7 separate regions of the Mus musculus genome follow, and all the other regions are linked to region 1. A link is a contact called in public HiChIP or PLAC-seq and promoter capture Hi-C data. All regions are on one chromosome and are shown on one strand. The core of a region is the stretch at or near the end of the contact, and the rest is flanking DNA. Distances in the headings are between cores, read along the strand shown.

Region 1 (3,971 bases), core at 1,455-3,954:
AAAGCAAGCTGGGAAGGAAAGGGTTTATTGTATTTGGCTTACACTTCCACATGGTCTGTCATCAAAGGAAATCAGGACAGGGACTTAGACAGGAGGCAGGAGCTGATGCAGAGGCCATGGAGGGGTGCTGCTTACTAGCTTGCTCCTCATGGCTTGCTCAGCCTTCTCTCTTATAAAGCTCAGGACCACCAGCCCAGGGATGGCACCAGCCACAATGGGCTGGGCCCTCCCAAGTCAGTCACTAAATAAGAAAAATACCTTACAGCTGGATCTTTTTTGTTTGTTTGTTTTTGTTTTTTTCAAGACAGGGTTTCTCTGTATAGCCCTGGCTGTCCTGGAACTCACTTTGTAGACCAGGCTGGCCTCAAACTCAGAAATCTGCCTGCCTCTGCCTCCCAAGTGCTGGGATTAAAGGTGTGAGCCACCATGCCCGGCTCTACAGCTGGATCTTATGGAAGCATTTTCTCAACTGAGATTCCCTCCTTTCAGGTGACTCTGGCTTATATCAAGTTGACGTAAAATTAGCCATAACAGCCGAGCATGGTGGCAGGCAGATTTCTGAGTTCGAGGCCAGCCTGGTCTACAAAGTGAGTTCCAGGACAGCCAGGGCTATACAGAGAAACCCTGCCTCAAAAAACCAAAATAAATAAATAAATAAATAAGCCATAACAGACACACACACACACACACACACACACACACACACACACACACACACACACACAGAGAGAGAGAGACAGAGAGACAGAGAAAGAGACACAGAGACAGACAGAGAGAGAGAGAAAGAGAGAGAATCCTTTTAAAATACAGAAAACTTACTGGGCATGATGGCTCACATCTTTAATCCCAGCAAAGGGAGGCAAAGGGAAGCAGATCTCTGGGAGTTCAAGGCCAGCTTGGTCTACAGAGTGAGTTCTAGGACAGCCAGGGCTACAGAGAGAGGAAAATATCTTTAAAATAAGTAAGTAAATTTTAAAACCATATTTATTCTTAGCTTGTAGGCTGTATAAAAAGGAGAGGGGAGATCAAACCGGTTTGACTCACGGGCCATAGTTGCCAAATCCTGGCTTACAGACGGAAAGAATTCAGACATTTCCAGCTCTGTATTGGCAGAGAACTAGGAAGAATGTGTGGAAGCGCTTCCAGAGTGTTATGGTAGAAACAGAACCCTCCCTGGGCAATAAATACTCCTAGCTAAATGGTTGCAGCCAGCAAGGCACTGGGTACTGTGGGCTGTTGCTTGACAGACTGGGCCTCAGTTAGTGACTCTGGGATGTCAGGGCATCCTAGCACGGAGTAGACAAGAGTGGACAGAGAAAGTGGGTGATTTCAAGGCCATCTTGGTCTGCATAGCAAGTCCCAAACCAGCCAGAGATACCCTGGACCTGCACAAGACCTCTGTCCCACACCCCTGAACATGCCCTTGGTTAGGGCATGAGAACCACACAGGTCGGAAGCTCCAGCCTTCTAGTAAGTTCTGCCCCAGTACTGCCCTTTATAGTCATGTTGACCACAGGGACAGGGTACCATTACTGCGATTTTATGGGGCCAGTTGGCCCACAGAGCATTGGAGACTAAGATATGACAGCTAACCATCAAAGTCAGTGGCTGAGCCCGATTAGGGCAGCTGACTGTACAGAGAACCCTGGGATAAAGGGTTCCTGGCTAGTTAGAAGGCCCCTTGGAATCAAATCAAAACAAAAAAACCAACCTCTAGAAACTGCTTCTAAGTGACAGAAGGAGCTAGAACCCTAGGTCTGGTAGCCAGAGCCTGCCCCAAGTCCTTACCATGGACTTTACTCTCAGCCTCTCGTGCTGTTCTTAAAACCAAGTCAAGACTGGGAGCCTCTTATGCCTAAGGAGTCACAAGAGCCACTGCTGCGACACCGGAAAGCCCCCTCCATGCCTTCTGCCCTTGTTTACTGAAGGAGTTGGGGGTGGGGGAAGGGAAAATGCAGGCAGTTCAGGAATCAGAAGAAGCTGCCTGCCGAGGGATAGCCACTGGCTTTACTGGATTCATAATGTGTTGAGCCTGAGGCTAAGACTGAGCCCTTCGTTCAGAAAGGTGTAAATGAACAAGAATGCTTAGTAATTGGCCCAGCTGCTTGTACTGTCTGCCTCCCGAAGGGATATTACCCGGATGATTGCCGTGGGGAAGGAGAACTCCCCTCCTAGCAAAGGCATTGAATTCAGGACAGTGGCGCCCTTTTTGGGGCTGTTAGGGTGTAGAGCCCCACTCATGAGTGTCTTGTCCCCGCCCCCTGACTCACCAAGGGCCTACAGAGGGCAGGTGTGATCAGAGAATCCCTGGGGTTAGTGTGTCAGTCCCAGCAACCGGGCTGACTCAACGGTAGCCTAAGGACTGTCCACAGTGAGGAAACTAGGGGACGAAGGTGACAGCGCCGAATGGCAGGTGAACGCTGGTGCACACTTCTCAGCAAGCACTTGTAGGTCCAAAACACTGGGTGTGTGTATGTTCTGCGCCAGCGGGGAGGGGGGCGTCGGCTGGGCGGTTTTGAAAGTCAGGAAGCCTGATTTAGGCTCACTCCTGTGAGGTGCTCTGAATTAATCACAGTCCCATCTGATTAGCTGAAAGGCCGAGGGAGGGCGTTCGCATCGCCTAGTAAGTCCAGCGGTGCGCTGCGCTAGGGACGAAGCTGCTTCGCGTTCTGAGGCGCGTGGCTCCGCGCGGCCGCCGTAGGTCGGGCGGAGTACGGTGGCCGCAGAGCGGCGGCTGCGACGGGTTCGGCCGGCCGGCGCGGGGCCGCCATGGGCAACCTGTTCGGCCGCAAGAAGCAGAGCCGAGTCACCGAACAGGACAGGGCCATCCTGGTGAGGGGCCTACGGCGGGCAGGGGGCCGGGCCCCGTGGGGGAAACTGAGGCGGGAAGCGGAGCGGGCCGCGCTTCCGGTGCCATGGCGCGCCCAGCTGCAGACTCCTGGACCAGCCCCGGCTCGGCCCGGAAAGACCGGGATTGTGTCTCGGGGCTGAGCGCCGATCCGTGAGAGAAGGTGCCAGGAAGGAAGCCTGTGGCCTTGGCCTTGGAATCCCAAGCCATAAGTTATTGAAAGTTCCTAGAAAAAGCCCCCAGATAAAGATCCCGTGGGCGTGGCTTTCACTAAAAGTCTCAGCGTGATTCTTACTGGGAAAGGGTGCTCGTCCCCCATCTCTGCAGCCTCTGTGTGAGCTGGAAGCCCCCGAGACACTCGTGTCTCAGGACACCGCCCTCCATCTCTAAGTAAAACTGTCACAGAGGTGGGTCCTGCGGACAGGACACACCTTGTCTGCTCCTCTGTGGAATTCGGAGGCTCAGGACACCACTGTCAAGCACACATCTGAACAGTCCCAGAGCGCCAGGCACCAGGAAGGAAAGTGCCTAGCTCCAGGTGCTGCTGCTGCCACTGCCTGACCTGCTCAGATTGCTTGGTCTCCAGAGGCACAGTCTGGCCATCCTGCAGCTCCATTTGGTGCCCCTGTCTCCCCAGGCAAGATGCCTGATGCTTTGTAAACAGCTGGCAGAAATAACCACCCGAGAAGAGCATGGGTAGCCTAACTCAAGGTCTCCAAACCTAAAGGGTGGAAATAGTGAGCACTCTCTGTCATGCAGTTGATGCCCACCGTGGGGCAGACCCTGTAGAGGACACTGGGTGAAGGTGGGAGACCCAGAACCACACCCAGGCCCATGCTCAAACACACACACACACACAAAACACGCTAGCAGAGCTCCCCAGCTAGCCTGTTCTCCTAGGTAACCTACAGTCTATGGTGAATGGTTTCTCACTAACTAAACCTTAAAGGTGCCCATGGCCTTCACTTGAAATAGTCTGCCTCAGGGTTTCATTCTGTGTGTGACATGTGCCCAGGGCCTGTACCTGTTCATCATGGCTCCGCCTGAAGGGTCGGCATTTGGACACAGAACAGAAATGGGCTGAACAGGAGGACTGAGCGCACTTGGCTAGTGGCTGGGGAGG
Region 2 (4,000 bases), core at 685-3,184, 700 kb before region 1:
TTCAATCCAGGACGGCTGAGGCTCTCCGAAAAAGAAAGGATTTGGAGGCAGGCACACCTTCATAGCTATTGGCTTGGCAGACAGCCATCTCCAGGCCCGGGAGATGAGTCAAGGGGTCATTCCCCTCACAGCCTCAGAAGGGAAAAACAGGCCAGCACCTTGGCCTTGGGTTTCTAGCTTCCAAAGCTACGGAGGAATAAACGCTTACTGCCCGAGGCCTCCTTGTATATTAACTTCTTAGGGCAACCCAGGAAGCCAAACACTAGAAATGCTAAGTAAGCTTTCCCTTTGCTCCATGTGTGGGCTGCTGGCGAGCCCACACAGGACTTCGCACTCAGCTCTACTGCTGTGTGTATCACCAGCCCTTGAGTCCGAGATCCTCCTGCCTCGGTTGTTTAGTTCTGGTCACCTTTCTCCAACCTAGCGTGTCTGGAAAATCCGCCTCTGTCAGATTGGCCTGTGGGCATGTCTGTGGGCGTGTCTTCTTGATTGATTGGCGTGGGAGGGTCATGGTGGGCGGTGCTACCTCCAGGTCTAAGAAAGCAAACCGAGCAAGTCAGGAGGAGCCAGCCAGGAAGCATTTGCTGCCCTGACTTTGAAAGGTGTGTGGAAGTGGAAATTAACCCTTTCCTTTTTGGTCATGGTCTTCGACACAGAAAGAGAGCGGACTAGGACTGTTGGACCCTGTGCTGGGCACCACCTTACCGGTGTTTGCCACGAACCGCCTACTCTGAAGGACAGAAGTCCCCCGTTTACTTCTAAATGGATGGGAGCCTGTCTCTGCGACTCCTGACTTCTTTTCATGTTCCCGGAATTCTCCTCAAGCCACAAACCGCGCAGTTCATCTTTTATCTTGCTTTTTCTTATATCTTTAATGTTCAAAGAGCCACTTTTCATCTATCATATATCTACCTGGCAAAGCCTGGGAGCTGACTGTCCTCCAGTTTAGAGTGTACATGTATAGCGGTTTTATTACTGTGAATGTTTTTATGGGTGAATGATAAAAAGGGGCAAATCAACGATAACTTCATAATGCTGAGATATTTGGGGCCCTTAGCTGTGGCCCTGGACCTACACGTTCCATGTTCTCATCGGTGCCCTTCAGACATATCCATGCTGCACACCTGAGGAACACGTATGCATTCACACATAGGATCCAGGGATCTCACTACCACCGCTCCAATGGTTCAAGTCGTCACAGGCGCAGTTCAGGGAGAGGCAGGGGGTCAGGAGCTCCACTAGCCTCCTCTCTACACCGTCACCACCACCATATGAATAAACCCATGAATGACGCATAACAACACACAACCCATCTCCAATCAGAAACAGCAGGACTCTGGGAGACTGTTACCCAGCCCAGAAGTTCTCGCCGGGTGCATATGGCCTTACCCTTCTGCAAACCACAGCTTGTTTCCAAAGCCTTGAGAGTGAGCCTCCTGCAAGCAGCCTCCTCCCCTAGATACAGGCTCTGAGACTTCACCAGGAACCCCAGGCACACACACCCTGCTTCTGCTGCTATGGGAAGTGACTGAAGCTATTTAGAACTCCAGGTCCACCCCAGGGCTCTTCCCTAACCAGCTAGGGCCAGAGCTTGCCCAGGGAAGGGGTGAGCTGGGTTTGTGGGGAGGGAGGGGCTGTGGGGAGGGGGCAGTGGGGAGGGAGGGGCTGTGGGGAGGGGGCAGTGGGGAGGGAGGGGCTGTGGGGAGGGGGCAGTGGGGGGGGAGGGGCTGTGGGGAGGGGGCAGTGGGGAGGGAGGGGCTGTGGGGAGGGGGCAGTGGGGAGGGAGGGGCTGTGAGGATTGTTCCCTTGCCCTCTCTGAGTGTCTCTTCCCAGCTCCCTGCTCACACCAAGGCTTCTGCTGTGTTGGCTGCCATACCTGCCACCCTGTGGTGAGGAGAGCAAATGAGAGGCACAGCAGCCAGCAAAGCCCTGCCTAGGTCCTGTCTCTGGGGTTCTGGCTCTGACAGTAATTTTCTGCTCAGGGCCCATAAGTCATCCCTAACCCCAGCTGGGGAAAACTGCTGGCAGGAACCCAGAGAAAGAGAGCTGAGCAGGGCAGGCAACACTCAGCAGCCTGGGTGGCCAGCACCACACCAGGGCCAGTCTGGACAGAATGGCAGTCCTCAATCAACACTGCGGGTGGGGGTCTCCAACCTCTCTGTATGTGCAGGGAGCCCCCAAGACCTAGCTCTGCGGCACACAGGTCACGAATACCGGAGGCACACACGCGCTGCGTGCCGCACACACCACACCCCCAGAGCTCTTATCTGTTCTGATCCCTCTCCAGCTGCACAAATAAAGACACGTCAGCTGCCCAGGTTTCCAGCTCCGCCTCGAAACGCTTGCTGGACACCGTGAGCATGAAGAGTGGGGGTTGGGGAGCTCCCCACTCAGCAGCCCAGCGTTCGTCTGTCCAAGCGGCACTGGGTGATCAGAGCTAGTGTTCCCGGGCTGTCTCCAAGCACACTGTAGACTCTGTAGGGTACTTGTGCAGCTGGGCAGCCATGTCTCACAGTGCAGCCCTCCTTACCCAAGCTCTGGCTTCTCGCCACAGCCCCTACTGTCATGGCAAACCCTGCCTGTCCCATAAACAGGGCTTGGTTGGGTATCTATCCTCTATTGTCCCTTGGTGTGTCCTCCCAAGCCAGGGACCAGACAGAGGCTGATCTGTGATGTCATAGGCTCCTCTACACAAACAAGAAAGCAGGGACAAAGAACAGCCTCCGGTCTTTGGTGATCTAGAGGCCCTCTGGGAAAACTAGGACCCTATCCATAATTGAATTATTCCCTTGGACGCCAAGGTCAAGTCACCCTGGCTCCCCACCTCTTCAGGATGCAGCTGTTCCCTGCTAAAGGGGCCCTCATAGATCTGAGCTTCCTACTGCTGTGGCAGTGGCTGACGGAACTGGGGGTGGGGTCAAGTGAGCCCTTCTTCCCACCTGCCTTTCCTGTCATCGGAGAGCAGGCCCACTGGAGGTTAGGGGCAAAGGTTCTGTCCACCACACAGTCCCAATCCCTCCTCCCCAAGTCCACCAGCCTAAAACAGCCTACAGGATCCACCAGCATCCTGTGCCCTGGCCTCTTACCCATTTGTCACGGGGAAGCCTGCCAGGTGGCAGCAGGGCAGGAACATGGCAGCAGGCCAGCAGGAGTCAGAGTGGGTTAGCACGCAGCCTCACATTATATTTCCAGGATCCTGGTCAGACACCGAGCTCCTCCACATATCACGTGTGCTCAGTTCCACAAGTAGAGGGGTGCGGGAAGACTCCAGAGGGAGTCCCCAACAGGAGCACCAAGTCCCCAAGGCAGGGGTGAACCTACGGTTGGTGTCTGATGTTGCAAGAGAGCAGTGCCAGGGTCTCCACTCAGCCCTAATGGCCAAAGGGTATAAAAACAGAGAGGAGCATGGGAAGAGAGAGAAGGGTGGGCAGCAAGTCTGGGAGCTGGCTGGGTGGGATTTCAGTAAGAAGCAGGTGCAAGAAGGGAGGAGCAGGTGGAACTCGGGCTTCAGCCTGCGGCCAATTCTGCAGTGGTCACTGAACCCTGAGAGCAAGCTCAAGCCCTGAGACCTAAGCTTAGAAATGGTTAAGGTGGTAAAGTCTGCTATCTAAGGGGAGGGGGGGAGTTATACAACTACAAACAGTTCTTTCTGGATGTTCTCATTTTTTTTTCTAAAAACCTGAAATTGTTTTTAAAAATACATAGCTTAGGCCTGGGAAATGGCTCGGTGGGTTAAGGCGTTTGTCAGGCAAAGCCTGACGCCATGAGCTCAGAGCACCAGAACTCACTTAAGAAGACAAGAGACAGAACCTCCCAGAACTCTCAAACCAAACAGCCTTGGGTATGCAACGCAGCAGGAACAGGAGAGGATGTGCCTCAGTGAAGTGGAAGACAAGACCAACACTGCAGGTGTCCTCTGACTGCCACGCATGACCCACACACATGTGCCCTCAGACATGAATGTGACACACATGTATCATGCATACATACACATTTTATG
Region 3 (4,030 bases), core at 1,039-3,538, 670 kb after region 1:
AAGCATGCCTTTGGGAGCCTCCTCCATGGGTGTCAGGAACTCATACTCCTCGGCCCTCGGCCCATAGCTCCCGACCATGTAGTCAGTCTTGTCAACTGAGGGACAGGAGAGGCAGGATTACTGGTGCTGCACGCCCCTCCCAGGCCCAATGGCTCCCCACTCTATGGCCCGCCCACTCACTTTTGACCCCTTTCCTGTATGTGTGTTGGATGTACTTCATGCCGGACACGATCTCTCTGTTCACCTGTGGGGACACAGAGCCAGGGTCAGCTGCCTTCCCAGGCTTGCCCCTCTGCCCCTTGTTTCCAGGCCTCTCAAAGCCCCCACCTTACCCGGAAAGAGATTTTTATCCGGTACTCCACACCTTCCTTCAAGACAAACGACTGTTTCTTGAAGCTCTCCAGATCACCTGTATTGAGGAGGAGTCTCCGCTGACTGCTTGCTTGAAGGGCTCTCCACCCTGCTACATTCACTCTCCCCAGCCCCTTCCCTGACACAAAGCAGAGCTTCGGCAAGCCCCTAGCTGCACTTCCCCTCTTCTCCACCAGAGGGCATCAGTGCAGAAAATTATTTTTAGGGGTAGAGGCAAGATGCCAGCTGGCCCCACCCAGGGATTCTAATACCCACTCACCTGTCAGGTCCAGTTCCAGAGGGCCTGGGGCAGTGCTGCATACCAAGGTCAGTCGAGTCACAATGACATTGGGGACGTTGGGGTCTGCAGAGTGAGAGTTAAGAGTCAGAGTCCCATCCCTTAAGATTTTTCTTTTTAAACTCACTCCTTGGAAGAGTGGTCTGGAAAGAGACTGGGCACAGGTTTAGATGACATCCTTCCTCCAAGCCACCTACCTGCAGAGACAGCTACTCGGCCCAGCAGGGCCTCCTTGTACTTTCGGAGGCTTTCATCGTCCTTGTCCAGTTCCTGGATCTCCTGGATGCTCTTCTGGGCTGGAGGCTTGTAGTTCACAGAGTGCTCATCTTCCTCATTCTCTGCAGCTATCTGCGCAAGCTGCTCAGCAGTGGGTTCCTGTTCTGCCATGCTTACCTCTAGCTTGGGACACCTGTGGGCGGGGCATGAGCAGGACTGTGACAGCCTGGAGGCATTCCACCCTAGGCAGACCCTGACACCTGCAGGACACCTGACTGGAACTTTGAGAGGATGCTGCCACTGCCCTACGCAGAGGCCCATTTGAGAGGACTAGAACCCCAAGCAACGAAATGGGACCACAGCCTGTTCCTCAGAGAAGCAAAACACCTTTCCTCCCCACTAAGAATAAGCCTCCAGACCGAACTGAACTGGCAGACGCAACACTAAATCCCTGGGGTCCTGTTGCTGTCCCTAGCTGCCCAGGCTCTCATCTTACTGGGTTGGGTCATGGAGGTAAGTTCTCCGACAGGGAGATGCTCTGTATGTTAGCCACGTGCAGGACAAGGGTCTGTTTGTTCGTCCCTTCCAATGGAATACTGTCCTAAGCTCAACTATGTGATGACCGCTTAAATCCCAAGAGCCCAAAGGGGATCCTAAATACGCAGGTCTGTCCTCTCTAGTGAGGGTCTGCGTATGCAACTTGGGAGCTAGTGCACCGCTTGCAAATAAATCTCAGGAGCCTGTTTCTGGGCCCTGACCCTAAACCTTTAGTGGCGGTGAGGAACCAACCAGGACGGAAGCGCCTAGATGCCTTTCAGTTCCGCAGATTCCCAAACGTCTCTCGGAAACCCACTGTGATGCCTACAGGCAATGCGCAGCGGTCCCGGGAAGAGCCCGGCCGTTGTCCCTCTGAGAGGTGTCCGCCAAGGAAACACATAAAGCGGCGGTCCGAAACCCGGAGGCTACAGACAACCCCACCCGACGCCAAGCGTGGCCGCCGGCGACAGCATCAGGGCGCGGCCCGCACTTCCGTAGAGCCCGCAATCCGAGCGGGGCGGGGCCGCGCGGCGGGAGCCCCGGGCCAGGCCCCGCGCCGGACCCCGCCCGCGAGGCCGAGGAAGGGGGTCCCCTGGTAGCAGGCGCGCAGGCCCGGGGGGCCGCGGCCCCTCCGGCAGGACCTGCGCTGCCGCCCTGGCCCGCCCCGCCCGCCCGCCCGGGTGACCGCGCCCCGCCCGCGAGCGCCGCAGTCGCCCGCGACGCCGCACAAAGCCAACCCACTCCCCTCCCGCACTGCACCGCGCTGCGCCACGCGCCCACTCACCGGAGGCTCGACCGCCGCTCTCGCGCTCCCTCCCGCACCAAATGACGAACGTCGTCCGCCGCCCGCCGCTCGGACGGTCACTTCCGGGGTCACAAGACTTCCGCTCTCGCGGGCGGGGTCGCCTTGCGCATGCGCCGCCAGGGGGCGCGGGTCGGCGCCGTCGCCATTTTGCTGCGGGCCTCGTGGGCGCGTCCCGCGTGGGCCGGCGCCCTCGCGCCTTCTGCCGAATGCCGGGTGCGAGGGTTTGTGGGACACGAGAGCCGGCTCTTCCAGAGCAGCGTCGCGCGGCCATTCTGTGGCTCCCAGGGTTCCCTGATTGCCGTGCCTGGCCCTTGTCCCATTGTCCTCAGAGTCAACAGAACCACAGTCCTCACCGACCGCAGTGCCCTGTAGCTGTGCTGCCTGGCGCATTGCTCTGGGGACTGCGTGCCCCCCGAGCCCCCGTATGTTAGAAGTTGTATGGTTTTGCTGTGAGGAGCGGTTTTCCTTGGAACGGGCTGCCTGCCTATCTTGAACCTCATCCCTGAGACGCGCCCGCCTCTGCCTCCAGGATGCTGAGATTGAAGGCGTGCACCATCACCGCCAGGCGTGTTTCACGACGCTGAGGATGGAGCCTCCTTAGTGGAGGGCCTGGCTGGGGGGGTTCCCGGTCGTGTGCTTGTGCCAGCCACTCCAGTTCCTCCTGAGGAGTCTCAGTTCCTGCTACTCCGTGAGGGCACTCCATGTTGGCTTCTTCTGAGTGTAGCCTCAGACTGAGGGGAGGCAGGAATTTAAGGGGCACTACGGGGACTTCTATAGCTTAATCCCACAAAAGCCATCGCTTCTGGCCTGCTCTGTTGGCCACACCTGCCCCTGTGGTATCCAGGAAACAGCTGTTGGCTCCGGAGAGTCATCAAACTTAAAAGATGAGGAATCCAATGGCCTCCACTCTCCATCTTCAGTTGTGGCCCAGTTATTTTACACAAGCACGCATACCCTCTGGCTATACATCAATCTGAAGCAAACCAAGTGTTCTTTCAAGCTCATTTATTTTTATCTCTAAGGAAGATGGATTTGCAATATCATTACCCTACATCCAGGTAGCTGCTCTTCTATGCAGAACTATTCTAAAACAAAAAGCCACGTGACTATCCCCACTCTTACTGTATGATGAATTTGGCTGGCCTTCCACCTACACACAGGTGTGCCCAACGAAGTGTGTCAAGCTGGCTTTTCAGGAGGCTCATGGTCCTCCAACTGGATGAGCCTGGTTTATTGAGCTCTGTGCCACCCACAATTCCCTGGTTTGACGCTCAAAGTACAAATCTTCCAAAGCTGCGTTTTTATGTTTATGCATATCAATATTTTGAAGTAGTCTCTGAACCACTTGTGTGCAGTACCCATAAAGGTCAGAAGAGGGCATTGCATCCTCTGGAACTGGAGTTAGAACAGTAGTGGGTTCTGTACTGTACTGGGAATCAAACCCAAGATCTCTCTCAAAGAGGAGCCAGTGCTCTATGAACTGCTGAGCCATCTTTTTAGCCTGCCCATGCCCAAAGATTTTTTATACGGTCTAGCTACATACATACAGTGATTCACATTTGAAAAAAATCACAAAGATCATTAAAAGTCCAGTCAGCATTTCCCTGATTTATTTTATATATATATATATATTTTTGTTTTTGAGACAGGGTTTCTCTGTGTAGCCCTGGCTGTCCTGGAACTCACTCTGTAGACCAGGCTGGTCTTGAACTCAGAAATCCGCCTGCCTCTGCCTCTCAAGTGCTGGGATTAAAGGCTTGTGCCACCACTGACTGGCCCTGATTATATTTTATGAATTCTTTAAGTTTGCATAAAATTTTGTA
Region 4 (3,982 bases), core at 1,053-3,552, 560 kb before region 1:
TACCTCACAAGTGACAGCCAGGCAGGAGAGACACGCCTAGGATACAGCTGAGGGGTATGTGTGTGTGTGTGTGTGTGTGTGTGTGTACACCACACCTCTGCATCTTTCAGAGACAGCCATGCAGATTGTCTGCTTCTGACCCTTGACCCCTCAGGAGGCACCAGAAGTGTGAGAGATGCCATGCAGCACCCACAGCCCTGTAGGAGTTCCCCAGAACTACCCAGTGGGAACCCAGGAGCAACATGTCACCCACCTGCCTCAGAGGCAATGCAGTCCCTGAACAAAGATGGATACCCAGCCTCCAGTCCAGCCACCATCCTCCACCCCGCTGGACCACTCGGACAAGAACCAATGACAGCTGAGCCAGTGGGAGGACTGGCGGGAGGACAGGCAGGAGGACAGATGGCAGGACAGGGAGGAAGACAGACAGAACGACAAGGAGGAAGACAGGCAGGAGGACAGGCGGGAGGAGAGGTGGGAGGACAGGGAGGAAGACAGGTAGGAGGGCTGGACAGAGGACACATGGGAGAACAGACAAGAGGAAAGCCAGGAGTTCAGGGAGGAAGACAGGCAGGAGGACAGGCGGGAGGACAGAGGGACAGGGAGGAAGATAGGCAGGAGGACAGGACAGAGGACAGACAAGAGGACAGGCAGGAGGACAGGTGGGAGGACAGGGAGGAAGACAGGCAGAAGGACAGGGAGGAAGATGGGCAGGAGGACAGACAGGAGAACAGGCGGAAGGACAGACAGAAGAACAGGCGGGAGGACAGACGGGAGGATAGGTGGGAGGACAGGCAGTAGGACAAGCAAGAGGACAGCCAGGAGAATAGATGGGAGGACAGGGAGGTAGACAGACAGAAGGACAGGGAGGAAGACAGGCAGAAGGACAGGATGGAGGACAGGAGGGAGGACAGATGGGAGAACAGGCAAGAGGACAGCCAGGAGGACAGATGGGAGGACAGGCAGGAGTGGTTGTGTTACGTGTGCCTTCTGTTGCATGCCAGGAAGCCATGCTGCTTGCACACAGAGGTCTCAGCTCTTGCCTCTGACCCTGATCATTCAGTCCTAAAATTCCTGCTGTCATTATCTGAATCCAGTCTTCAACAGTTAAGTGAGGGTGGGGTCCAATCGAACAGGACTGTGGCATTTCTCTGTCAGGTTTGGAAATGAGACAGGTGTCATCAACAATCCAGGAAGGCCTCCCCAGAAACAGAGGGAGGAGCCGGCTCTCTGAACCCAGTCTCTCCATATAATGAAATTGTTAGACTTACATTGGTTTGTTAAAAACCTGGCCTGTAGTGTGGCGTGCATGTGTGCATGCGTGAGTGTGACTCTATTTTCTGCTTTGTCCGTATTTTCCCTGCATGTACATATACAACAGTTACAGATCCCTGTGAGCCGCCATGTGGGTTCTGAGTATTGAACCTGTGTCCTCTGGAAGAGCAGCCACTTCTCCTAACCACTGAGCCACCTCTCTAGCCCTGAGACTGCCAGGTTTTGTTGTGATGGCTGTCCAAGCTGAGACAGGACCGAAGTTCCAGAGCCACACGAACTGGCTCCAGAGGATTCCAGCGCCAATCCTATCCGGTGGATATACACCCTAGGCCGATCTTCGAGACTATCCTTGGAGAGATTGGGGGTAGTGCTGCAAAGACAGCACTGTTTATGTTACAATTAACCAACTGGCTTGCCCAGATACCACAAAGTTTATCAGAAGAGTGGGCCTGGCCCAGAGCCAGACCTCAGAAGGCCTGGGCTGTCACAAGCCAGGCACTGATCACCCAAACAGGAAGTCTCATGAATGCAGGAGGAACTTGGTGGTTTGCGTGGGCATTGGAGTACTGTACTTTTGGGCCAGGAGCTAAGAGAACTGACCAGGGCATCCTGCAAAAACTCGGGGACTCAGGCTATTCTCATTTCTGGAACCTTATCAGAGGTCTGCATGAGTAGCCGGGGTCCACCGGGTCTCCTTGGCAGCTTTGACTACAGATGTGGGAATGCTGGCCAGCTTGGGGATGGCAGAAGCGGGAGGGCCAGACGCATTTAGAGTCACCAGGAAGAGACCTGCAACAGGAGGCTCGGCAAGGAATTGGCGCGCCGGGGTCAGCATGGGCCAGTGGCGGGGAAGAGCCCAGTGGCCGCTTCTGGGAGCAGCAGCAGGTGGCCGTGCCAGGGACGGCGGCACTCACCAACTATCAGTAGCACGTTGCGCGAGTGCGCGCCGCAGAGTCCCAGGACCAACAGAATTGTGCAGCAGGCCAGTCCCGGGCAGTGCATGGCGGCGCCGGTCAGGGTAAGCGGTTCCGGCTCGTCCGCTCCCCACGGTCACGTGCACGGCAGGCCCCGCCCATGTCCTGCCCACTCTGTTTCTGAGATTCCTGCGGACTCAGCTACCGCCACTTCGGAAGACCCTGAGTCTCAGCGTCCGGTGGGTGAATCTGGGTCCTTGTGATGGAGAGAGGGAGTGTGTGGCGGTGTGGGCTGGGGTCACCAGGAGCTGTGGGGCCAGCGCTGAGTCCTCGGGTGAGCCCTACTCCGGGAACCCTCCCTACCGCAAACCATTAGAGTCCGGGCCGCCTTACTCCAGGTTCTCAGACTTGTTTGTGTTCCCCACTGGGACCTCAGCCTCCGTTTCCCAACCCCCCCCCCCCATACCCCACCCCGCGATCCCGGGATCCCGCGCTAGCGGCGGCGTGGGGGTGGGGAGGAGTGGATTTTGTCCAGAGTGTCATTTCCAGGGCTGGGGCGTGTGGACCAGTAATGAGGAGTCAGCTATGGGCTGGGACACGTGTGTGTGTGTGTGTGTGTGTGTGTGTGTGTGTGTGTGTGTGTGTGTGTGTGTGTGTCTGTTCGCCAGGATCTTAGCGGATGCTACGTACCTAGAATTAATTTGAGAGCTTCAGTTAGTCTTTGGAAAACAAAGTAGAATCTTCAGCCCTCCCACCCTTGGGCTATGAATGCCACAAGTGGGTGCTGGGTAAATCTTGACTTCAGGGATGTCACATACTCCCACCCCCTTTCCCCCAACTGCAGCCCTTAGTGGTGGGTGGAGTCCTACCTAACACCTTGGTGGCCCTCTGCGGTGGTGAGGTGTACACTTGGTGAGGTGTAAATCTTGGCTCCTCAGGGCCTCCTGGCTGCCTACCTACACACTCTGCCGGCCAGAGGAAGCCTGAGCCTGCAGGACCTGCTTCTTCTGGGCTGGGATAGTCAGGTTCCCCGGGGAGGGGGTAAAAGAAAGGAGCAGGTTCTTCGGGGTGAAAATGTCGTCTTTAGGCATCCCCTCAAGAGCTAGTTTGCGGGGGGCGGGGAGGGGGGGTTGGTAGGGGTTGACAGTGGAGAGACACCAGAGCTTGGGATCAGGGGCTATGGCCCAGAGATGGGAAAGAGAGGCTGAGGCCTCCCTGAATCCTTGGTGCAGGCCCATGTGCACATTTTGCTGGCTTCCTTTCCCAGATCATGGTGGTTTGGTAAACTTAGCCACCTGGCTCAGCCTCCCTGCCACAAAAGGCAGGCTATGCTCCTGACGCCCTTGGGAAGATAACGCCACCTTCTCCCAAGCTCAGCCCCTGATCACTGCTCCATGTCACCCATGCCCAGCTCTGTGAAAGGTCTGGGTCAGACCAGATCCCCCAGCCTGCACATGGCACCAGACACATGCTGCTGCTCTGCTACGGCCCTGAGGAGGAGGCTACCCGTCCTGGCCTGGGTGCCTGACTACTCTCTGCAGTGGCTGAGGCTGGACTTCATCGCTGGACTTTCCGTGGGACTCACCGTCATTCCCCAGGCCCTGGCCTATGCAGAAGTGGCTGGACTCCCACCCCAGGTGAAGTGACTGACCCCTCTGCTAGCTGTCCCCTCTCCACAGCCAGATAGATCCCTTCCTACTCCTCAGTGTCTGTCCACAGTTTGAAACACCGACCATGGAATCCAACACTTCCATGTGTCCGACCCAGACGGCCCCTTGGCGTCTAATCTCTTT
Region 5 (3,692 bases), core at 680-3,179, 870 kb before region 1:
CTGTGCTTTATTACCCTGGCTGGAAAGGTGTCCACAGCCAACTTGCTCGAGGCCTCTGCTGAGCTAGGACTGGTCACACCATATTGCACCAGGTCTGAGTCCTGCCTTCGAGCAAGCTGGATCACACTGTGGCCAGCTGGGAACTTTCCTGTCCCAGAAGAGGTCTCATCCAGCTTCCTGCCTTTCAGGTACTCTCCAAGGCCGGCACTGGGCTCTCCCAAAGGTCTCTGTGAAGGGTCCAGGGGCTCCTTCCTGGGTTTCGGTCCTCGTTTCTTGGAGCTGTCCCCCGGTGAGCTGGGCTTGTCGTCTACACGGCTGGTACCCCTGTCCCTCTCTCGGTCCCGGTCCCGAGGTGGGTCTGCCCTGCAGGTACTGGTGCTGCTCCCTGGTGGGGGTAGCCCCGTGTTCCGCAGGCCCTCTCGGGCCCTGGAAGTAGACGCCAAATCCTGGGGTGAGCGGCCTGGGTAAGGGATCCGGATGCCTCTGGTAGAGTCACTTCTGAATTCATAGGTTTTGGCCTTTGCCTTGGCCTGGGCCTGCAGAAGGAAGTTGTTGTGAGGAGAAAAAAGCCCCGCCCCCGCCCACCCCACCCCCCCACGACCTCTAGCCTTGACTGCCCAACTTTCCCTGGATGCCTGGGAAATTCTAATTGAGTGGGGAGGTGGGCTCTTAGTAATAGTCTGGGGGAGGGGAATGAGGGTTTGTCTGGAAGAAGCCATTTGCAACCAACAGACTCCTTGTGTAACAGAGGTCTACTTGGGATGGCTGGAGGGGGGGTGGGAATGAAGGCCTTCTGGTGCAGCTAAGTCCTGCCTCTAGAACTCCGTGATGGGGCCTCTGACAGAAGTCCAGATTACAAATACACACAAGGCAAGGGCACCCATTGATTTACAAGCCCTGCAGATCCTCCCTGAACGGCACACTCCACCTCTGGAGATCGCAACATACCTTGAGAAGGAAGGTTTTAGGCTTGGGTCCTCGCTTTTTGGGGCCATAGAGCTCCATCTCCCGTTCCCTAAAGAAAGAAAAGAGAGAGAAGGGGGTGTGTCCTGGCTGCACCGAAGTCAGCGTGTATGGGTTCTAGTGAGTGGCTAGGCTAAGGGTCTGTACCTTTCCTCAAAGGCTGCAAGGAGGCGAGCATCCAGAATATTTTCTTCGGGCTCCCACGTGCTGTACCTAAAGGAAACCAGGAAGAATGGAGCATCAGTCCCTGGAGCAGGAGAGAGAGGACAGAGTGGAGGGCGTGTATGTGTGTGCAACTTTTCCGGCTGCCTTGTGTTGTATTTCAATGTGAAGGGGAAAAGAGGAAGAAAGAACCCTCCTCGATATCAGTGTGGGGTAGCGATTGCATATAACCTACTTACTTCTGCGACCAGCCCTTCCATTTCACGAGATATTCCATGCGTCCCTGCAGATGCAAAAGGGAAAATGCTTGTGTATGTGTGTGCGTGGGGAGAAATGCATGACGAGGACACAAGAAATACACACGAAAATGCATGCACCAAATGAATGCTCCAAACACTACCGCCAAAGGAACCAGTCCACTGCAGCACCCCTGCAGAAACGCTGCACAAAGTGCATGCACCGGCATTCATCCCCCACCCCACCCCCCATCCATGCAATCTGTGCAGGGCTGCAAGTCTAAGGAGAGCGCTGGGGCTGAGCCGCCGCCGCCGCCGCCACGGCCGCGGCCGCTGCTGGGACCTGGGGGAAGGGAGGCTGGGCTGCAGCAAGGGGAGGGAGCCTGGGCCCTGGTGAGGGAGAGTTCGCGTCGCCGCCCGCCTTCCCCTTCACCTACTTTGCGAATGCGCCGCTTCAGGAGGGCTTCGGCCGCGAACACCCGCTCCCCCACCGCCGAGAGCTCCATGTTGACTCGCCGCTTCCCCCCTCAGCCGCTTCCAGGAGCAGAAAAGCAGCAGCCAGCCCTCGACAGCCCATAATACTCTCCCGCTGACGTCAGTTCTCCTCCCTCCCCCGCGCACTCTCCCTCCCTCCACCCCCTCCCAGCGCTTCCTCCCGCCCCACGTGTTGCTAACGACGTTGCTAAAGCCAAGCGTCCTGGGCCCGTTCTGCGGGCGCTGATTGGACTAGCGCCCGGCCACGCCCCTCTCCCCGTCTCCCCTGCGTTGCTACGTGACCCGCGTTCCAATAGCCAGGAGGCGGGGTCTCTGTCCACTCCAGAGACCCAGAGGGAGGGGGAGCGAGCCGTCAGCGGAAGTGACGCCAAGCGGGGCGGGCCCGGCTGCTGTCAGTCTGCACGGCTGGACAGGGGGGCCGCTGCCCTAGGCTCCCGCCCCTGGCCCCCCTGCCTGATTGCCCAGCGTTTCCCCGGGTGCGTGGCTTGCCCCGCCGAGCTATTAGGGCTCCCTGCGTAGGTGCCAGCCAGGCGCTGCCCCTCTGCAGACCCAGGCCCTCCCCACCTGCCCATGCCCTAGCTGGCGCCATCCTGGTCGCCAGCCGCCGTTGATGCACAATGCACAGGTGCTGGGGCGCATCGAGCCGCGCCCGAACCCCCGGACCTACGTCGCTTGCGCCGAACCTACTAATTCCCTGACCCCTCCCTTGCGGCCGCGCACCCTGGGTCTCCATGGCAACGCCCCCTCCTCCCTTCTTCACCAGTCCCATCCAGCTAACAAATCAATGAGCCTGCTCTTGGTCTCCAGTCGCATAGCGCTGCCCGCGTCCACCCTCCGGGTCCTGCGAGCTGGCGTGGGCGCTTCTCCGGGCTCAGAAGCCCAAAGCAGACTGGCACAAGCCAGTGTTTACCGCCTGAATCCATCCTGAAGCGAGACCCTGCAGGAGGGGTCGCGAGCCTCCTCTTCCCACCCTCATTGTCCCCAAGTCTCAGCTGCCCTGCCCCAGCCTCTATTCCTGACCCAGCCTGCAGTTTCCGTCCAATCCACTCCTCAGTCCTGAGAGAAGTCAACCCTGACCACATCTGTCCCGGCCTGGGTGGGTTTAAGGAGCCTATGACCATCGAGGCAGAGCCTAGAGCCTGGCTAGCTCTGGAGGCGCCGCGGCTCTGCTCCAGACCTGGGTGCAGAGCTAGTGCACTTTCTGTCTCGGGCTCTTCTAGACGACGTAAGCGTAAGCGGGGGATTCCCGACAAACATCAGTATGGACTTTGAGGGGTGTGGCGGTATCTAGTGCGGCCTGGAAGAGACACCCCCACCCCCACCCCCGACGCGAAGATGGCAAGTCCCAGGTAGGGGACGAGGGTCGCGCAGAGATGCCTCAGTCCCTTTTACACACCTGAGTACACTCAATGACCTTTTGCTCCTAGGCTCTCTTTCCTCCCCTCGTGGTAACCCCTGTTGAGGCGCGGGGGGGGGGGGGGTTCAACAGCAGCTATCCCCACATTGCCCTTTTACTACCCAAGCTCCAGATCACAGAGCCCGACCTCGGAACACACAATTTATTTAAATCGCGATATCAACTTGGCTGAAAAAAGTTTCCCTTGGCCAAGAAGAGGCTGGGAAAAGGGGAGAGAGAAAAAGAAAAAACGACGAAGCCCGGAAAACAGCGAGCTAAGGAGTCTGTTTCGAAAGGCAGGAAGCCCAGAGCGCAAAGCTGGCCTCGGGTCCAAGGCGCTACACACTGCACGCGCCAGTGCTGGCCTTGGGGCTAGCTCCGAGTTGGGCCCGCTGCGCCGGTACTCCCCAGGCCTCCTCTTGCATCAACAGTCGCAGGTT
Region 6 (3,762 bases), core at 572-3,071, 650 kb before region 1:
ACTGTTCATAGTAAATAAATTTTTTTAAAAAAAGAAAGGAGCGACGGAGGGAGGGAGGGGGGGAGGGAGGATGGAAGGAAGGAAGGAAGGAAGGAAGGAAGGAAGGAAGGAAGGAAGGAAGAAAGGAAGGAAGGAAGGAAGGTGAAAGCAGCAGCTGTTTCAGTAGTGCACCTGTAAGCTCTGGCTGGGCTTGTTTTAGAGTTTTCTGATCGTCTGACAGCCCTAGGGAACTAGGCTCAGCCGCCTGTCTCCAGTACCAATTAAAGAGACAACAGTGAACAGCAGAGAAAGGGGGTTTAGTTGGTGTGGCCACTTTGGGAGGTAAAACAGATGGGAATGGAACAAATTGGGGGCGGGGGTGTGTCCTGGTGTGAGCTCTAACTCTGAATAGGGCAGAAGAGCTGTGTAGCCAAGCATGCTTGGTCACGGGACGCTCCTGTCTGTTAGGAGACCTCTGCAGAGCAGGGGTTTCCCTGTCGGACCCCAGAATAGGCACAAGCCACCAGGAACAAAGGTGAAGAACAGCAGCAAATGACTCGGCAGGTGTAAGGGGGGATGGGCGGGCCCAAGACAGGGTCTCTGTGTACCGTTGGCTATCCTGGAACTCACTCTGTATGTACACCAGGCTGTCCTGAAAATCAGAGCTCCACTTGCTTCTGCCTCACAGTGCTGGGATCAAAGGCGTGTGCTGCCATTGTTGGCTGCTGGTGTCATTTTTAAGAAGAGAGAAGGGGCCGGGCGTGGTGGCGCACGCCTTTAATCCCAGCACCCGGGAGGCAGAGGCAGGCGGATTTCTGAGTTCGAGGCCAGCCTGGTCTACACAGAGAAACCCTGTCTCAAAAAACCACACAAAAAAAAAAAAAAAAAAAAAAGAAGAGAGAAGGGGAGGCCTGTGTTAGGATGGGCTAGCATGCGGTGGTAAGGTTTGGTTTGGTGTATTAATTACATGAACCAAAGGGGGCTTCGGATTGCTGGACTTCAATACTTTAACAGCTGGCCCCTGGCAGTCAGCCTTAGGCGGAGGAAGTGGCCAAATAAGGGAAGAGACCTTGATGGCTAGCTTTAGGAATGTAATCTAATGTTTGTTTGTTTTGTTTTGTTTTGTTTTTCTTTAGCAAGGCAGAGGGAATGGGCACAAGGGAAAGATTGCCAGAGCCAAGCTCAGCACATTCAAGCTGGCCAGAGTCCATCCACCTTCCCTCGCTGGCCAGTCCTCTTGGCTCTCATTATCCTGCCTGCACACACTGTGCTCCGACAAGCTGCCAGAGCTGAGGACACCGTCTTCTCAGGCCTTTCTCCTCTCCCAGCATGGGATGGGGAGGGGGGCGTTGAATTTCTTGGTGTACATTGTTTCAAAAGTTTGACAGCCAGAGGCACAAATGCCCCTCCACCCCCCAGTGGTCCCAGCAGTACAGGAGAGTCAGGGCCTTGCACATGGTAGGCCAGTGCTCTACCCCTATCTACATCCGGCCTGCCAACTTTGGTTTTTGAAACAGAGTTTCACCAGGTGTCGTATGCTGGCCTCAAATTGTCAATCTTTCTTGCTGCTGCTTCCCGAGTGCTGGGATCACATGCCTGCACTACTACCCCGGGCTTCTGGCTCAATGTATGACCTGCATCATACTTATATCAAATGCCCCGGATCATTTACTGTTTCACCATCGTAGGTTTTCTGTGCGATCACGTGTTTGACTCTGACTCCAGGTCTGGGCTGGTTTAATCTACTGGAGCTTTTGCAACGCGATGACGTCCTATGGCTGCCATTCCAACACCTGCGCTCACTGTCGCCCTCAGCCACTAGGGGGCGCAGCGATAACACTCACACGGACTCCGCCGCCTACGCAGGAGGTCGTGTGACGAGGTCCGCGCGGACGAGCCCCGCCCACAGACCACGTGACCCACGCTGCCCGCTGAGCCTGGGGGTCTTCGGCCTGGAGGGTGATTGCGCAGGTGAGCTGGGCGAGCTGGTGAAGGCTGTCTCCGGCCCCAGAGCCTCCGGAGGAGCGGCCTCCTCCAGGCAGGCAGGGCCGACTGTCAGCGAGTTCCTGCTTTGGAGAATCGAGCAGAGACACGCGGCATAGGTGAGACCCCCGACCCAGGCAGCCACGGACGGTGACCTTAGTAAGACAGCAGGCTCCGGTAAAGTCCGGGATTCTAGTTCGTGCCCGCAGTACCAGGCGGGCAAAGCTCTGTGTGTATGTGACGCAGGGGGAAACTGAGGCACAGAGAAACCGAGAACCTTCACTTTGACCTCCCGTGTCTGACAGGTTGGATTTGGACACGCCTGTGCCTGGTGACGCAGCGATCCAGCTGCTTTCCAGAAAGCAAGCTTGAGGTCACCAGGTCAGCCGTGGCCTCTGAGTTCAGTTCCTTCCCATGTTTTTTTCTCTAAATTGTGGCTGAGAGAACGGGCCTCAGCTGCCTGCTCCCAGTTTCTGGGACTTTGTTCTAATGCGTGTGTTTCTGAGTTGCGCCCTGCGGCCTCCTTGGAGGGTCCTGGAAAATGCAGATTCCCACCCTGCCCCGCAGAATTTGAGCCTGCGAGTGTCCTTAGATGCTGAATCATGGTCAGTGTCACTTACGTCTGGAAGGGCCAGGTGGAGCTGGGCCTTACTCGGCAGTAAAGACAAAATGGGTCTCTGGTCTTCGAGCCAGATCCACACACTGGATCTTTCTGTGGCTCATTATGGTGGCTCATTATGGCCGCTGGGCACCTGAAAGACCAAGGCGTGATTGGAGGGTAGGAAACTGCAGCCTACGCAAGCACTCCAACTCCCTCAAGATGCTGGAGAATCACTCACCATGGTAACGGATTTCAGTCATGCCTACGTAACCGAAGGCCCACAGAACTGAACAGAGCTGGCTGTGGTCTCCAATGCCAGAAAGCCCAGCGTGTAGGAGATGGTGGCAGGGACCCAAGCCATCCCTGGCTTCATAGCAAGTTAAGGCAAGCCTGGGCTACTGCAGACCCTGTCTCAACATGGCAGCCACGTGGGTTCAGAGACCATCCCAGTTGATCAACACATTTGAGTGTTGGGAGCCTGGGAGCCACTCCCAACCGTTCTCCACCCATTTCTTCATTCTGGCTGTTCTTGAGTTACAGCTTTCAAAACCAACCAACCAGTAAATATAAGTGAAGTGCTTTTCTGAGTTCTGTGAGATAGTCTAGTGAATTGCCAAACTTGGTGCATGGTGTAGGGGTCCTCGGAACCACCATGGTCTATAGGCAGTCCATCAGAGAGGTATGGCGGCAACCTGGGGCTTACTGGCATCTAGGCGTGGCAGAGCCCCAGCCGGGTCATAGTTAACAACCCCCTCCTGGACTGGAAAACTGGGGAGCCACTAGCCGGAGAAAGTCACAGGAATTGTGGGTAAACACTGCCAACCAGAAGCACCCTGACTCACCAATGGCCACAGTTGGTCCCCAAGTGCTAATCAGTATTCACAGCTGCCTCTTCTGCAGCCGGGCCATCTCCTGAGTGTGTCTGGTGACCCTGAGAACCGTCCTCTGTGCTGAGCCCCACCACATGGAGAAGTCACCCCAGCCTTCTACCCAAGCCCCATTTCCAGAAGGCCCACACTCCTGCAGCTAGTGAACCCTGTGGCCCAGTCCTGGGCTCTTCACTCCCAACTTCCTCCCCTTGGGGTAGGACTTGGGTGTGGTGGCTCTTCCACCTTCCCACTCACCCTTTTCTCTTACACAGAAGGCCCTGCGATAAAGTCCTGGCTCCCTCACATCTGTCTGTACCTGTGTTGTGGGCC
Region 7 (3,816 bases), core at 1,270-3,769, 890 kb before region 1:
TTCCCTCAGCCTCTACTTCCCTTTTTTTATTTTAAAGATTTTTAAAAATTTTATGTGTATGAGTGTTTGCCTGCATGTATGTACATTTACCATGTTTTCCTGGTGCTCTTGGGAGCCACTAGAAGCCATGCAATTCCCCGGAGTTACAGGCAGCTGCGAGCTGCCCGATATGGGAACTGAGAACAGAACCCAGGTCCTCTGTAAGAGCAGCAAGTGCTCTTCACTGCTGAGCCATCTCTCCAGCCCATACTTACCTGTCTTAACAGGATTCCAACCTCTCTCAACTACACAAGGCAGAGAGGGACCGGAGCTCAGCAGCCAAGTGCTTGCCTAGCGTGCTCCAAGCCCTGGGTTCAATCTTCAGGATTGCCAGAAAACAAAAGTAAAACTGAAGGCTTGTCCATGTTGTATGGCACCAACCAAGACAGTCACTCCCAGAATGGACTCCTCGGGGCCTAGACTTCATTGCCACGGGATTTGATTTATCTCTTCTATGTGGTCTTTAAACGTTCCAAGGTTATTGCTATGCACAGATAGTCTGGGGCTGACTTACAGGGCTTTGTTTTCACTTAGAATCTCCTCAACCCAGATCTTTGTATCTTGTGGACCGTCTTGGTGTCCTGTAGGTGACGATGAGCGTCAGGTGGCCATTAGAAGTTCAATGAAATAAAAGGACACACAATTTCAAATCCCATTCCTTCTGCACCAGTCAGTAGACAGTGAGGACCCTGGTGTCCAGGGCTCATACCAGTCTGGTCAGACCGCTGCTAAAGACTCGCTTCAGTATCTAGTGTTGCTGGCACCGGTCAACGCAGATTAGCTGCTTATGAAATAAATGAAAGAACCAGTCTAACTTATCCTACTACGCCAAAGATGTGAGTCAGAGATGCCACAAATTCTGAATCACGCCTTGGCTGCATTGATAATGGCTCCGTTCCAGTCAAGTCTGTTGTATCTGTTTCTCCAAATTAATTATTTTAACTACTCTCTCCCCCAACTAGGTTTTCATGGTTGGACAGATAAGATATATGACAGACATATTTCAGGTAAAGAGACTTATTTTTTTCCAATGTGTTCATATTAGGTTCTTGGCTACTTCTCGCCAAACAAGAAAGAACTGTATTTTTAAAGTTCTTTGCTCTTAAAAAATAAGTAAGCAACTGTGTTGGTATACCCTGTTCCAGAAAGGGAATAGTGGGCAGATTCTAACAGTAAATGTGACACCCCATAGAATCCCGAAGCGCAAGCAGCAGTTGAAATGGATCCAGCTATTTATAGGATTACAATAAGCACACCTTTGTACAGCGCAACCATTTACTGCCCAGCTGATCTGAACAGGGACAAAAAGAGCTGTCTGGGAGACTTCAGCGGCTCTCTTCCCCCTTGCTTCATCCACTACTGCACCAAGCACCTAAATGAGCAATCATTGCGCTCTCAAGAAGGAAAAAAGAAGGAAAAAAAATGTCTCTTTCCCTGCCCCCTCTGCAAACAGCTGCGAGCTCTTTCCAAAGCAGATTTAACCAACCAACTAAACTGAAGAATACCCTAAAACCCAGTGGTTTCCCGATATTCGTTTCTTAGGGCAGAAAGCTTTACAACCAAAAGATATTACTCCTTCATAAATAGGTTCACGGTTACGTGAAGACAAGGTCCTACAAAGGTGTGACTTTGGATTCGCAGCCTGTTCAAGAAAGAGGCAAAACCAGAAAGCGAATTTTCATTGGATTCTGCTTTATTAAATGAGAGAACGCTTCTTTCATCATGTGCTTGACTCGCTTCAAAACTTACAAAGGAGACTGTTCAACGGAATTTATGTCTGAGCGGGAAAATAAATGGGTAGGGCGCCTAAGCCATGGCGACCTGGGAGGACCGGGGCCACCCCTGGAAATTGATCCAAAGGACTTTACTAGCAGAGCTAGCAAGCAGTGACAAGAATCCAGTTACACCCAAGTCTGCACACCGATCCCTCTGGCCCACGTCGACGTCACCAAAATCGTGAAATAAACTAAGAAAAAAATCAAGTTGGTTGTGTCCCCACGCGCGTACTAAAAGTCGGGGAACTAGGTCCCATTTTCACAACTCTTTAGTTAAGAGTTCGGAGTTCAGTCTTCTTCCAGTGACCTGAATTTTTCATCTACAACCTTAAGTAGAGTTTCGAGGCTCCTTTTTCGGTGTCCCCTCCCGAACCCCGTACTTTTCCACTCTTTTTGTACCCCTGACTGGTAGAGGACTAGTGGGGAGCAGCGCCCCTCACTGGCGGGGGCAAGAAGCGCCGCGTGCTCCCCGCTTCGCCGCCCTCTGGCCAAACAATAGCTTTCCGCAGGGACCTGCGATCCGGAGCGGCCGGACCCCAGGATTCCCGGAGCACGCAGCCTCCCGACACAGTGCAGAGAGCGCCCAACCCCACGGACTGGTCCCCGCCGCGGCTACCACGAACAATGCGCGCCCCGCCCCGCGCGCCCGGCGCGCCTATTGGCCCGGCGGCTGCGGGTAGAGCAGCGCGGGCGACTCCGGCGCGCGTGCGCGGGGCGGGGCGCGGCGGGGGCGGCGCTTTGTGTGCAGCAGTGAGCCGGGGTCTGCGGGGCGCGGGCCGCGGCGGGCGGCGGCATGGAGGAGCTGAGCAGCGTGGGCGAGCAGGTCTTCGCCGCCGAGTGCATCCTGAGCAAGCGGCTCCGCAAGGTGCGTGAGCCCCCGCCCGCTCCCCGCGTGCGCCTGGCGCTCTGCGGGGCTAACCGCCCGCTCTTATCTCTCCGCAGGGCAAGCTGGAGTACCTGGTCAAGTGGCGCGGCTGGTCCTCCAAGTGAGTCTCCGGTGCGCGGCCGCCTTCCCGCGCGCGCCTCCCGGCCTGGGTGGGAACCCTCGCATCGCAGGCCCGGGCGGGAAGTCCTGTGCCTCGGGACCCAGAGGACTCTGGCCGACTGGCGCTGCCCTTTGTTTACGAGCCCACGGGGAGCGAGCAGGGCGGCCTCCAGCCCCGAGTCCCTGGAGCCCGGCCCGCCTCCGCGCCGCGCGCTTCTGGCGCCCATTTGTTGCATGCGCCCCCGCCCAGGAGCTGGCCGCGGCTGGCGCGGGACGCGGGCCCCCTCCCCTTGCCCAAGTTATCCTGCTGTAACCTGAGCTTCCTACTGGTGGGAGGGCTCCCCCACCTACTCCTACCCCCGGCCCGAGCTTGCTTTCTTCTCAATGAGGGACGGGGACCCGGCCTTCTCCGGAAAGGGCTTCCTTTGTAGCTGCCCCGCCACCCTCCTTCCTGAGCCCCATCCCCTCCAGATACCACTCCCCAAACCCGGTGCCCTGCCCGCGCTCTCGGTGGTATCCTCCACTTTGTTCCGTCTGTGCCCCCCGGCTCCCCCTCCCCTACCTGCCTTCCCTCCCCTCCCTGGCTCCGGGCCAGGCCCAGGGGATTCCCTCGGCAGCTTTGCTCTTTGTTGGGGTTTGTTTTCCTCCCAGTGTAGACTGTCGAGTCCTCTCCTGGCCTGCTGGGGTTTGAGGTGGCAGTTTGCCTGTGGGTTTGAGGCTGGGATGCTAACTAACTTTAAGGACTTCTAAGACCTCAGAGGACAGCCTCTGCCGCAGTGCCCCTTGTCCCAGCGGGGCTGTGGGAGCTGTCCCCGGCAGCCCACCTGGATGCTGCTCACCAGCCCGCCCACCCCCCTTTGCTTTGCTTTTCCAGACACAACAGCTGGGAGCCAGAAGAGAACATTTTGGACCCGAGGCTGCTCCTAGCCTTCCAGAAGAAGTGAGAACTCTGGAGGAGGGGAGAGTTGGGTGGAATTGGCTGGTGACACAGTGGCCTGGGGCTGTGGTGTGGGGAAG

What was found. Promoter capture Hi-C pulls out the DNA fragments that hold promoters and counts their contacts. HiChIP or PLAC-seq counts read pairs in DNA pulled down with a chosen protein or histone mark.
Region 2: an H3K27ac HiChIP or PLAC-seq map of extraembryonic endoderm stem cells shows a contact between it and region 1, with 3 times the contacts expected there. The contact joins the enhancer-like site here to the promoter of Chmp6 in region 1. A contact is called at or near these places in 2 of 39 promoter capture datasets (embryonic stem cells and hippocampal neurons) and 3 of 115 datasets of contacts at active chromatin or transcription factors (extraembryonic endoderm stem cells, pancreatic cancer cells and stem cell-derived neural progenitor cells).
Region 3: a FOXA1 HiChIP or PLAC-seq map of pancreatic cancer cells shows a contact between it and region 1. The contact joins the promoter of Arhgdia here to the promoter of Chmp6 in region 1. A contact is called at or near these places in 2 of 115 datasets of contacts at active chromatin or transcription factors (microglia and pancreatic cancer cells).
Region 4: an H3K4me3 HiChIP or PLAC-seq map of embryonic limb bud shows a contact between it and region 1, with 5 times the contacts expected there. The contact joins the promoter of Sgsh here to the promoter of Chmp6 in region 1. A contact is called at or near these places in 4 of 39 promoter capture datasets (the C10 cell line, pre-B cells, second pharyngeal arch cranial neural crest and 1 more), 3 of 15 datasets of contacts at CTCF or cohesin (large pre-B cells, pro-B cells and stem cell-derived epiblast-like cells), 22 of 484 Hi-C or Micro-C datasets (B cells, CD4 T cells, the G1E-ER4 cell line and 7 more), 15 of 115 datasets of contacts at active chromatin or transcription factors (the SCID.adh cell line, T-cell acute lymphoblastic leukemia, bone marrow-derived macrophages and 12 more) and 5 of 9 other capture datasets (adipose tissue, embryonic stem cells, liver and 2 more).
Region 5: an HNF4G HiChIP or PLAC-seq map of pancreatic cancer cells shows a contact between it and region 1. The contact joins the promoter of Cbx8 here to the promoter of Chmp6 in region 1. A contact is called at or near these places in 1 of 39 promoter capture datasets (hippocampal neurons) and 5 of 115 datasets of contacts at active chromatin or transcription factors (embryonic forebrain, embryonic stem cells, forebrain and 2 more).
Region 6: a promoter capture Hi-C map of embryonic stem cells shows a contact between it and region 1, with 3 times the contacts expected there. The contact joins the promoter of Gaa here to the promoter of Chmp6 in region 1. A contact is called at or near these places in 10 of 39 promoter capture datasets (the HPC-7 cell line, the SN4741 cell line, cranial neural crest and 5 more), 2 of 15 datasets of contacts at CTCF or cohesin (embryonic stem cells and pro-B cells), 1 of 484 Hi-C or Micro-C datasets (embryonic stem cells), 9 of 115 datasets of contacts at active chromatin or transcription factors (bone marrow-derived macrophages, embryonic basal ganglia, embryonic forebrain and 5 more) and 3 of 9 other capture datasets (adipose tissue, embryonic stem cells and macrophages).
Region 7: an HNF4G HiChIP or PLAC-seq map of pancreatic cancer cells shows a contact between it and region 1. The contact joins the promoter of Cbx2 here to the promoter of Chmp6 in region 1. A contact is called at or near these places in 4 of 39 promoter capture datasets (hippocampal neurons, liver, pre-B cells and 1 more) and 3 of 115 datasets of contacts at active chromatin or transcription factors (embryonic forebrain, neural tube and pancreatic cancer cells).

The regions. Positions count from the first base shown.
Region 1 is chr11:119,911,106-119,915,076 of GRCm38.p6, forward strand. It overlaps Chmp6 (charged multivesicular body protein 6), which reads left to right and starts at 2,705. Exons shown (of 8, transcript NM_001085498.2): 1 at 2,705-2,832. The coding sequence starts at 2,770. It overlaps Gm39485 (a long non-coding RNA gene), which reads right to left and starts at 2,707. Exons shown (of 3, transcript XR_003949830.1): 1 at 2,271-2,707.
Region 2 is chr11:119,213,222-119,217,221 of GRCm38.p6, forward strand. The region is part of intron 1 of Tbc1d16 (TBC1 domain family, member 16); the gene reads right to left. Among named protein-coding and RNA genes, the nearest start is that of Tbc1d16, 13 kb to the right of the region's middle. Within about 2 kb of position 1,935, at least 191 of the 459 cell types and tissues checked have an H3K27ac peak or open chromatin away from gene starts, as enhancers often do. A contact at or near this core is called in extraembryonic endoderm stem cells and pancreatic cancer cells, where this site is marked.
Region 3 is chr11:120,579,336-120,583,365 of GRCm38.p6, forward strand. Arhgdia (Rho GDP dissociation inhibitor (GDI) alpha) reads right to left here and starts at 2,289. Exons shown (of 6, transcript NM_133796.8): 1 at 2,187-2,289; 2 at 847-1,058; 3 at 632-715; 4 at 333-409; 5 at 181-244; 6 at 1-95. The coding sequence starts at 1,036.
Region 4 is chr11:119,353,208-119,357,189 of GRCm38.p6, forward strand. Sgsh (N-sulfoglucosamine sulfohydrolase (sulfamidase)) reads right to left here and starts at 2,303. Exons shown (of 8, transcript NM_018822.3): 1 at 2,190-2,303. The coding sequence starts at 2,277. It overlaps Slc26a11 (solute carrier family 26, member 11), which reads left to right and starts at 2,350. Exons shown (of 17, transcript NM_178743.3): 1 at 2,350-2,428; 2 at 3,601-3,826. The coding sequence starts at 3,644.
Region 5 is chr11:119,038,984-119,042,675 of GRCm38.p6, forward strand. Cbx8 (chromobox 8) reads right to left here and starts at 1,930. Exons shown (of 5, transcript NM_013926.1): 1 at 1,799-1,930; 2 at 1,365-1,408; 3 at 1,111-1,176; 4 at 949-1,015; 5 at 1-536. The coding sequence starts at 1,867.
Region 6 is chr11:119,266,142-119,269,903 of GRCm38.p6, forward strand. It overlaps Gaa (glucosidase, alpha, acid), which reads left to right and starts at 1,822. Exons shown (of 20, transcript NM_008064.4): 1 at 1,822-2,081.
Region 7 is chr11:119,020,502-119,024,317 of GRCm38.p6, forward strand. It overlaps Cbx2 (chromobox 2), which reads left to right and starts at 2,520. Exons shown (of 5, transcript NM_007623.3): 1 at 2,520-2,679; 2 at 2,757-2,800; 3 at 3,674-3,739. The coding sequence starts at 2,608. Gm35829 (a long non-coding RNA gene) reads right to left here and starts at 3,338. Exons shown (of 3, transcript XR_389218.4): 1 at 2,772-3,338.